Regions from separate parts of the Rattus norvegicus genome. Here region 1 is linked to region 2. The links are chromatin contacts, called in public Hi-C maps. All regions are on one chromosome and are shown on one strand. The core of a region is the stretch at or near the end of the contact, and the rest is flanking DNA. Distances in the headings are between cores, read along the strand shown.

Region 1 (4,252 bases), core at 46-2,545, 99 kb after region 2:
AATTTTTTATTATAGCTTGAAAGGAATCAGGATAGACATTTCCTATTTTACCTCAAGGTATGTACCCCATCCCTACTCTTATAATTTAGTTTACAGGGAACTTTGTAACCTCATACAAACCTATAATAATGATAGAATGTTTGATAGACCAGTAAGACATTTACATGTTATAAGGTGGGAAAAAAAGTACAACAAACTCAATCCTTTTACCTCAGTGAGATTTTCTATGGATACAGGAATTTACGACTTCTTACCTGAAGGACATGAAACATTGCTTAATCTTTCTTTTCTTCCTTACCAACTGGGTGTTATTTTTACTCCTTTAGAGTATTTGAACATCTGACATTGCTAATCTGAGTTGAGTTCATGTAAAAGCACACAAGAGGTGAGGGTGTTCTGTAGCAGATTAAGGTTTCTGTGAAAGGGACTCTGCCACTTCGGCTCTAGGGTCCAGCAGATTCAATGGTGCTTGAAATGTTGATGGCAGATAGGTATGCCATCTGGAACCTTTGGCAGTTCTATATAAATGAATCATCATCTCTGCCCTTTGGATTTTGGGGCCAATTTTTGCTATTATCTGTAGATAACTACTTTTCTTTAGAGAAACAACTTTGGGGCTTTTGCTGGGTCTGGTCCTAATAGTAAGGGGATATTTAACAACAAGCTACACAACCATGTTTTCCATCATGAACTATACAAATAATCAAGCAAACTATAAAACTGAACGTTTGCAGTAGTATTCTGCCATTAATTGGAAATTGAAAAGGCTGGGTACACCCTGAGCTTGCAAGCATTTTATAAAAAAGTCAAGTTCAAACCTAAAGAGTGTGCGCCAGTGTTTTCTCTGTTCTCTATCCATGCTTACAACTATAGCTTAATGAGGACGTTATAATAAGTTGACCTTCCTTTATATATTGTTCTGTGTGAGTGATGTTAAAACTCAACATTAAAATAAAAATAAACACAACACGACAGCCCTTCTTGGACATTCTCGAACAAGGGTGGGTTAAAGTTTTCCTGGGGAACTGATATATGACTAATTACTTGGTTTTTCATGCTACATATAAATGAGAACTGGTCAGATTCATAATTATATACCAACATATATGCTATGGCCAATGTATTGGTTGAAGACCATGGATTTATAAGGAATGCAAGTGAAAAGACTTATGACTAAAATTTTGAGGAAGCAGTTTATAGATAGCCTTCTCTGAATGAACAACGCAGAACATTCCATGTGAATGTTAACCAAAGTGTGACCTCAGTATAAGAGAATTCTAATAATCAAGTGGATAGAATGACCCATTCTGTGGCTAGTACTCAGCCTCTTTCCCAAGCCACTGCTGTCACCACTAATAGGCTTATGAACAAAGTAACTGTGATGACAGGGTAGAGGTTATGCATGGGTTCAACAACAAGGCTTCCATTCAGAAAGGGAGACTTGGTCTGGGCATGCAGATGAGTGCTCGATCTCTAGTAGCATAGAACAACTTCATACCTATATAGCATCATTTATTATGAGGATTATCTAGCCACCTGGTTGAAGGTTGCTTATATTGGACTATTTCTGCCATAGAACTGGCAATAATTTGTCCTTGGTAGTCCAAAACCCTGCTATAAATAGCTCTCTGCCTTGTCTGTGTGGAATGATTCTGCCACCATTCATGGAGTTAGAAAATGTCATGTCCACAGTCAACATTACGCACATATGTCACTGTAAAAGAAATGTGGTAAGAGACTCATATTGATGGAATGATATTTTTGCCGCATATACAAACCATCTAATATCAGATATCTTACCAGAGTTGTGCTCTGGCTTTTTGCCGTGGGTGATTGATTCTGACATAAGAGAAATTGAACTGCTCCCTGATAAAGATTCTCTAGGGTAACTCAATTTTGTCATGCCCTGTGATTACAACCAATGGGAAATTATAAAATTCAGTTTAGGTAGGATTACCTAAATGCTGTATTACAGCATTTGAAAGTGAAGTTTTAAATATCTTGCCAGGAAAAGAATCATTTATTATCATGTAAGGGAAGATCCAGTGAGAGGTTAAAAAAGATAGTCATGAATACAAGCTTTGACCATGTGACCAGACACAAAAATAGAAACTCTAAGTATCCTACATATGTCTCCCAATTTTTCTGTGAAGATATTGTTATGAATGTGTGTGAGAGAACTGTATTACATGTCTTTGCTTCCTCCTTTTTCTTATCTATGAGTCCTATACCACAGTAAATATTATTATTTTATATCATATGCTTAAATTGCAAGATAAAAAGAGTAAACTGGACTTCACTTACGCCTCTAAGGGACAGATTTAATATTCTTTCAGGTCCTCCCAGGAAACTTATTTTCATATTATACACCATTATGACTTTGACATTCCCTTCATTTGGTAATAAAGTTTGGTTTATAGAGACAAGTATATGTGTTCAGTTGAGAGTGACTGAACATAGGATGTTAATTTTGTGATTCTTTGGATGACCGGAGGTAGACTGAGCAAAGCAGGTAGTCCTACTAATACACTCAGACTTCATTTATTTGAAGCACAGGGCTGGCTCTCTCTAAGCAAGAAATGATTTTCCAGCCTGAAGGCCTCTGAATGTTTTCTTCTTTCCTTCATATTCAAACTGAAATATCATCTCTTCTTGGGACTTGAGTATGACTTGTCTTTGGATTAGGGACACAGCAATGGTTTTCCAGTTCCCTAGCATTTTGACCTATGGCTGGAACTAAATCATCTTGTTCAGAGTCCCTGTATTGGATTTTCTGAATATCTTGGGCTTGCCAGCCTGTATAATTCCCAAGAGACAATTCCTTTAAACAAACAAACACATGTTCTTTTGGTTCTGTCTCTGTGAAGAATCCTGACTCATACATGGACCAAATTAAGGATTAGTTTGAAAGTGGAAACTTTTAGCATAGTACCTACCAAAGTAATGACTTCATTTTTGCTTTGCTTTCTAAGGAGGAATAGAAAGATATGGAGTGAAAGAAACAAAACAACAACAACAACAACAGCAGCAGCAGCAACAACAACAACAACAACAACAAAATCCACTTCCTCATGTAGGGGGGTAGTAGTTACAAGTTTTATGATCCACAAAACAGTAAAAGTGAAAAAAATATTCCCAAAAGGTTTTACTCATGGCAGAGAAAATTCTAGTTTGATCATCCCAAAGGAACTGAGTTAACTTATGCAATGCTGATCTGTTACAAATCAGACGGCCTTGTTCTCTTCCATGTTATAGGCACCTAAGACATTGAAGAATTTGAGCCATGAAAATATTCGTGCATATATAACAGATTAAAGAGGTTCCAACCTACCACACCATACGCATCATTCAGACATCATTAAGGTTTCCTCTGATGTGTTTTGAATTTTCAAAGGGCACGCCACCTGACTCCATTAAAATATTCTTTCTAACAGAGACAAATCTGCTGAGTTTCATCCTATTGTTCTACATCTTTGCGACAAACTGAACCAATCCATTTTCACTTTCCCAAGTGTATATTCATATACAATTTTTGTATAAATCCTATTTTCATTGCACTGTCTGCTATAGTTTTATCAGGATTGCAGCCAAACTTAATATTTTAATAACCCCAGTATCTTAATAATGCCAAGGTATTCAGTCCCCAAGGTAGCTTAGATGTATATTCGTTCAGCAGCTTATGGATTTAACAACGTTCAGAACAATTGTCAAATATATTCTTGAGTATTTTGGATATTTGATGGCATCATAAATGGTATCATTTATTTAATTTGAATTTCTAAAATGTTATGATTCAAATATAAACATCAAACCTATGTTTTAGTTGAAACTTGGATCTTATAAACTTGTTTGACTTGATTTTGTGTGTGTGTTTGGTGACAAAGACATGCTAACTTAGGAAGTCATCTTGGATTCAGGCAATTTGTTTCTTTCTTTTCAATCTGGGAGGTTTTAATACTGTTTTTTCTTACTGTTTTGGCTAGAAATTTTATGTAACATTAAAAGTTGATGGTGAAAAGCAGACATATCTCGCCCATAAAGCTTATATGAAATCATTCAGTCTTTCCTGATTTAGCACAAAATTATATTTATATGCTAATTATAAAATCAAACACTTTGTTAGACTGAGAAAGTCCCTTTTAGAATTCACTGCCACAGGCTTCATAAAAAATGGATGTTGGATTTCTCTTGTTGCTTGTTTTCTACATACTGAGATGATTATACTTTGGTTTTAAATTTTATTTAAACATTT
Region 2 (4,713 bases), core at 1,552-4,051:
TCAAAAGGCCTGTTATGGTGGTTTAAGTTTTTAATCCAAACTATGGGAGGATGGAAATACCTGGACCCTTGGGGCTTCTGGGCAGCCAGAGTATCTGATTCAATGGTGCAAGGTGAATGGGAGGACCTGCTGAAAAATAAATAAGTAAACAAGCTAGTGAACAATTCCTGATGATGTCTTTTGGCCTCCACATACAGACCTGGGAAAACATATTAGCATACTCATACAGAAAGAAAAAAACAAATAAAATATCTGTGTGGCAGCACTTAAGGGAGATGGCAGGGTAGGACGCAGCTGATGGCACGGTGACAACTGTCAATGATACTTATTTCCGACATCTGACATTTTTATAAATGCCATCAAACTAACACTCTAATACCACACTGTCACCAGTCCTCTAAAGCAGTGCTATCATCTGCCTTTGACTAGTCACAAAACTGAGAGCGAGGGAGTTGACTGGGGTTCAGGCTTTAAAAATAAATGTCGGACTTTAACAACAAAATTGTTTTCTTGATCTTGTGTCTCCTCCTTGTCTTTTCAGCTGTGATAGGTTACATGACCCCTGCTGACTACCAGACAGCCAAAGGACAGTTCCTTCAGCTGGGTGCTCTGGCCTCAGCAGCCCCTGTATAAAAGCCAAAAGCCTGCATTCTTTTTTTATATAGGTGTTCCCCTCCCCATTCTTCCCCCATTACCACCCTCCCCCCAACAATCACGTTCACTGTGGGTTCAGTCTTGGCAGGACCAAGAAAAGCCTGCATTCTTATTCCTCTGCTCAGCTTGTCACCTATAGAGCATGCACTAGCCCAAAATACCCACTAGATGGTGATGAAATTCTAGCTTTAACTTGATTTAGCTTTTGCCATGTGAATTAAACAGAAATACTATGTCCACAGACACAAATCTGTATATAAATCCCAGATTGAGGTAATCATATACATGTACACATTTTTCTTAAACTTTCACTGTGAACTCTTGAGTCTTAGTTACTTTGCTTAAGCCAGACCTGGCGATGTCCCAGCTGATACCCTTCTACAAAAAGAGCCTCTCTGTTGAGGGGTGAGCTGGAAATGGCTAGCACAATTTGTTTATATTTGTTTGGTGTTACAGAAGCTCACCAGTCTACCTGGCTTTTGCTCCCTGTTCTTTCAAGGAAGACATTGGATTCAGAATAGATCCCACGGCTGCTGGCAGACTATAGGATACTCCAGTTAATTTGTTGATCCCTGATACCAAACATTGTCCATCATGCATCTCTACATGTATCCATTTGGTTAAGACATAAGACATAACGATGATTTCAACAGTAACATCCATATAGTCCTTTTTCCAAAGTCCAGATCCAGTCTCCTCCCTCTCTCAACCACCAATCCTCTGCCCAGCCCAGCAGTAAATGGTACAGAAGGAAGCAGAGGGGACATTGTATTTCATGTCCCTACAGAATACTCAAGCTGGAAGGGACAACCACGATTGTCTCATCTAATCATCATTTTTACATCTACGAAATCCAAGCCAGGAAAGAATGGAAATATTCCTATAGATGACGCCATGGGGTAGTGTGAGGTGACCTACTTTTCTTTAAAGTGACCTACACCTTGATGTTGAGTTTGAACAGTGCTCATGCCAATTGCATTCTCTTTAATACCATCTAGTTGAAATTTTATTCAACAAGGTTACCCCTCCCCACACATACGTGTTAACTGCTTTAGCATCTTCTAGTTCTGTGCTGTGAAATTTCACCAAACTAACAATTATTATGCTATAACTTAGCTTCATTTCCAGAAATCTTTTTTTTTTTTGTTTTGAGACAGAGGCTCCTGAAGTCCAGGCCATCTTTAAACTCTAGGCATCCCAAATCCTTGTTGTCTTGCCTCCACATCCCATGTATTGGGATTACGGATGTGTGCCGGCATAGTAGGTATAGTCTGTGCAGCGGACTAAAGCAGGACCTTATACATGCTTGACAAACTCTCTCTAAACCGAGCTGCCTTCTTATAGCTGTTTGTCATCTACTATTGAAGCAATAGCAACATGTTATAATTGCCTTTCCCCTTGCCTGATTCTCTGTGAAAAAGAATGACTCTCAGGAAAAGAACCAAATCTTAGGTAAGCATCTTTAGCAAATGGACATTAAGTGGCTAAATTGAATTCCAGTACTTAGAATTAGGCTGGCACATCAAGACATACAGGAAAGGTATTGCCAAAAATGTAAAGTAGACGACAGAGAAAAGCCACACATTGATAGGTATTTAAAGTTTAAAATCTATCCAAGTATATAAAATCTCCCAAATCTTTCCTAACTCTGCCCCTCAAGACCTCTCCAGTCAGGGGAAGGCAGAGGTGAACTAAGGACACAGCTGTACAGCTTCTACTAATGTAGTAGATATTTATTAAGTGCTGTTCAAGTGGAGCTGTAAAGAATTTGAGAGGCCCACCTGAAGGAAGACCCATTGAATGGAAAGATGACTTTCCTTTGATACAAAGGCCTTCATTATGAAGGAGCACATATACCGTGCTTAGGAGTTAAGATAAGGAAGTCTGAACAGTCTCCTGGCTTCCTGGACATAGACTTTCTCTTTTGGAGGTAAAGGGGAATTTACAGTCTCCTAGTTGGATTTTTGTTTTATAGGGGAAGACATTAAGGCACAGAGAGAAGAAATTCCCCAGAGAGTAAGTGACAGAGCCAGGGTCAGAAACCAGGTTTTCTGACTTACAGCCCAGTGCTCTTTAGCACATGGCTGGAATAATCCACGACACACCTGGAGATCCTTTGCTTTCAGAATCCAGCCACTACTCAGCTTTCGCTGCATGGCAAGCAGCCAAGAGCCTTGGACTTCTCTGTGTTACCATTCTGCCCTTTGCAGAATGGGATATTAAAATATTCACTTGGGGGATGGGTCATGGGGTTCCGTCAATAAATGTTTGTGATTTGCTCTGAGATATTTGGGCCAGAGGGACTCCAGAAATGGGAGACCCCAGTGGCCACAGTGGTGGTATCTGAGACTTCTCTGAGGTCTTGACTTTACTCTGCAGAATTAAGGAGATGCTTTAAGTGATAAACTATTCCTCATGAGCTGTATCTGTGTTGAAAGCCCAGCATGAGTTCCCTGCACGCTTCCTCTCGCACAACCACAGCTATGCACCAATCCTCCTGGGTTCAGAGATGGAACTCTGGTTAAATGTGTGGAATTTATTCTTAGTCCTTTTCTTAATTACGATTTTATTTTTATTTCTCTGGTGTTCTCTAGAGGAGGGATTGGAATGAAAGGAAAAGGAAGGAGGGGGGCAGGGAAATAGACTTCCAAGGTTTTTTCTTTTCTTTTCCTTTTTTTTCCCTTCTCCTTATTTTTGTTTTGTTTCTCAACTGCCTGCTTCCAGCAAAGTGGAAGGCTTTAAAGGATCTTGCAGGGATACGAATTTCATTCCAAGGAAGCCAGGGTTCAGGAGACAAGTAATGAATACAAAGAAAACAGAACTTGAGGTGAGGGCATTCATTATATGACTAATGAATCCCCTAGGCTGATAGACTGAAAAGACTGAAGCTTTTATTCATTATTTAATTTAATAAACAAAGAGAGTGGGTCTCAGGGTAAAAGGGCGATTCAGTCACACTGAGGACACATCCAGCAAATCACTATGTAATAACCAACAACTCTGGTACTCCTGGCTGTTCACACAGATTTTCCTCCTGTATCTAATCTGGCCTCCAGAACTACCGTACGTTGTCAGTGTCTCTGTGTCATACAGCATCCTCTCGATGTTTATATCGATATCCTATCTTAGTGAGCGTAACTTGATGTGTGTGGTTCCTTTAATGCAAATAAGTACCAGATTACATAAAACTTAGATGTTTCATTCACAAAATGGAGAGAATAGTCCATGGTTTATTAGTATCTTGTGAACATGTGCTGAGAGAATGGAGGCAAATAACCTTGTGTAATGTAGGATAGTGTGAATTCTTGGCGTTTGAAACTTTCCACATATGCATGCATGCATACACACACCCTTTTCCCTTGGACACAGATGCTAGAGGATAGAGGATCTGTCTCATCAAGCATATTATGGCACACGTGCACAGTCCTCAGGAAATCAGTTGTAAGGGACCAATTTGCTATGGGCTTCTACTGACCCCTTACTTTCTTGGCCCTGCTGCTTTCTGGAACTTTTAAATCATTTGACGAAAGCTTAGTCAGCTTGAGCCACTAACTAGACTTGTCATATCAGACCCATGGATAAAATGTATAGCTACAGTCGGGTTACCAGCTCCACAGAAGTTGAGATACTATCTACCTCCATTACCTTTGTGGGGAAAACCCAGTGAGCTCAGAGCACTTTAAATAATGCCCGGGGTGCTGTGGTCAACGTGGTTGCGGCTTCTGAGGTGGGAAGGTGATGCTTTGGACTATGGTATTCAAGGAGCATGAAGGCAGGGTGAACTGGGGGAGTTGCTGATTTCCTCTGACTTGCTGTCCTTTCACCTCTGTCCCTGAGTAGTCTTGCATGTACCGTCTGGCCAAACTCAAGTATAGAATTCACATTATCCTTTCCCAGGAAGCCTGCTCAGCTCAACATCCTTTTCCTCTTCCCCCTTTAAGAATGGCTATCATTCTTGTCTCCAGTTGGAATAGTGTGTGCCCCTCTTCTATGTCAGGGAGCGATATTTACTACTGCTGTTACTGTTTCATTTTTCAAGGCTGAATATAATCTCTTTGT

Evidence for each region. A called contact is a pair of places that touch in the nucleus more often than the background predicts.
Region 1: a contact with region 2 is called in a Hi-C map of the Rat2 cell line, with 10 times the contacts expected there. The contact joins two enhancer-like sites. A contact is called at or near these places in 3 of 12 Hi-C or Micro-C datasets (the A7r5 cell line, the Rat2 cell line and Schwann cells).

Annotation. Positions count from the first base shown.
Region 1 is chr5:83,035,351-83,039,602 of GRCr8, forward strand. No RefSeq gene overlaps it. Among named protein-coding and RNA genes, the nearest start is that of Pappa, 480 kb to the right of the region's middle. Within about 2 kb of position 1,296, at least 6 of the 93 cell types and tissues checked have an H3K27ac peak or open chromatin away from gene starts, as enhancers often do.
Region 2 is chr5:82,934,645-82,939,357 of GRCr8, forward strand. No RefSeq gene overlaps it. Among named protein-coding and RNA genes, the nearest start is that of Tnc, 460 kb to the left of the region's middle. Within about 2 kb of position 2,802, at least 1 of the 93 cell types and tissues checked has an H3K27ac peak or open chromatin away from gene starts, as enhancers often do.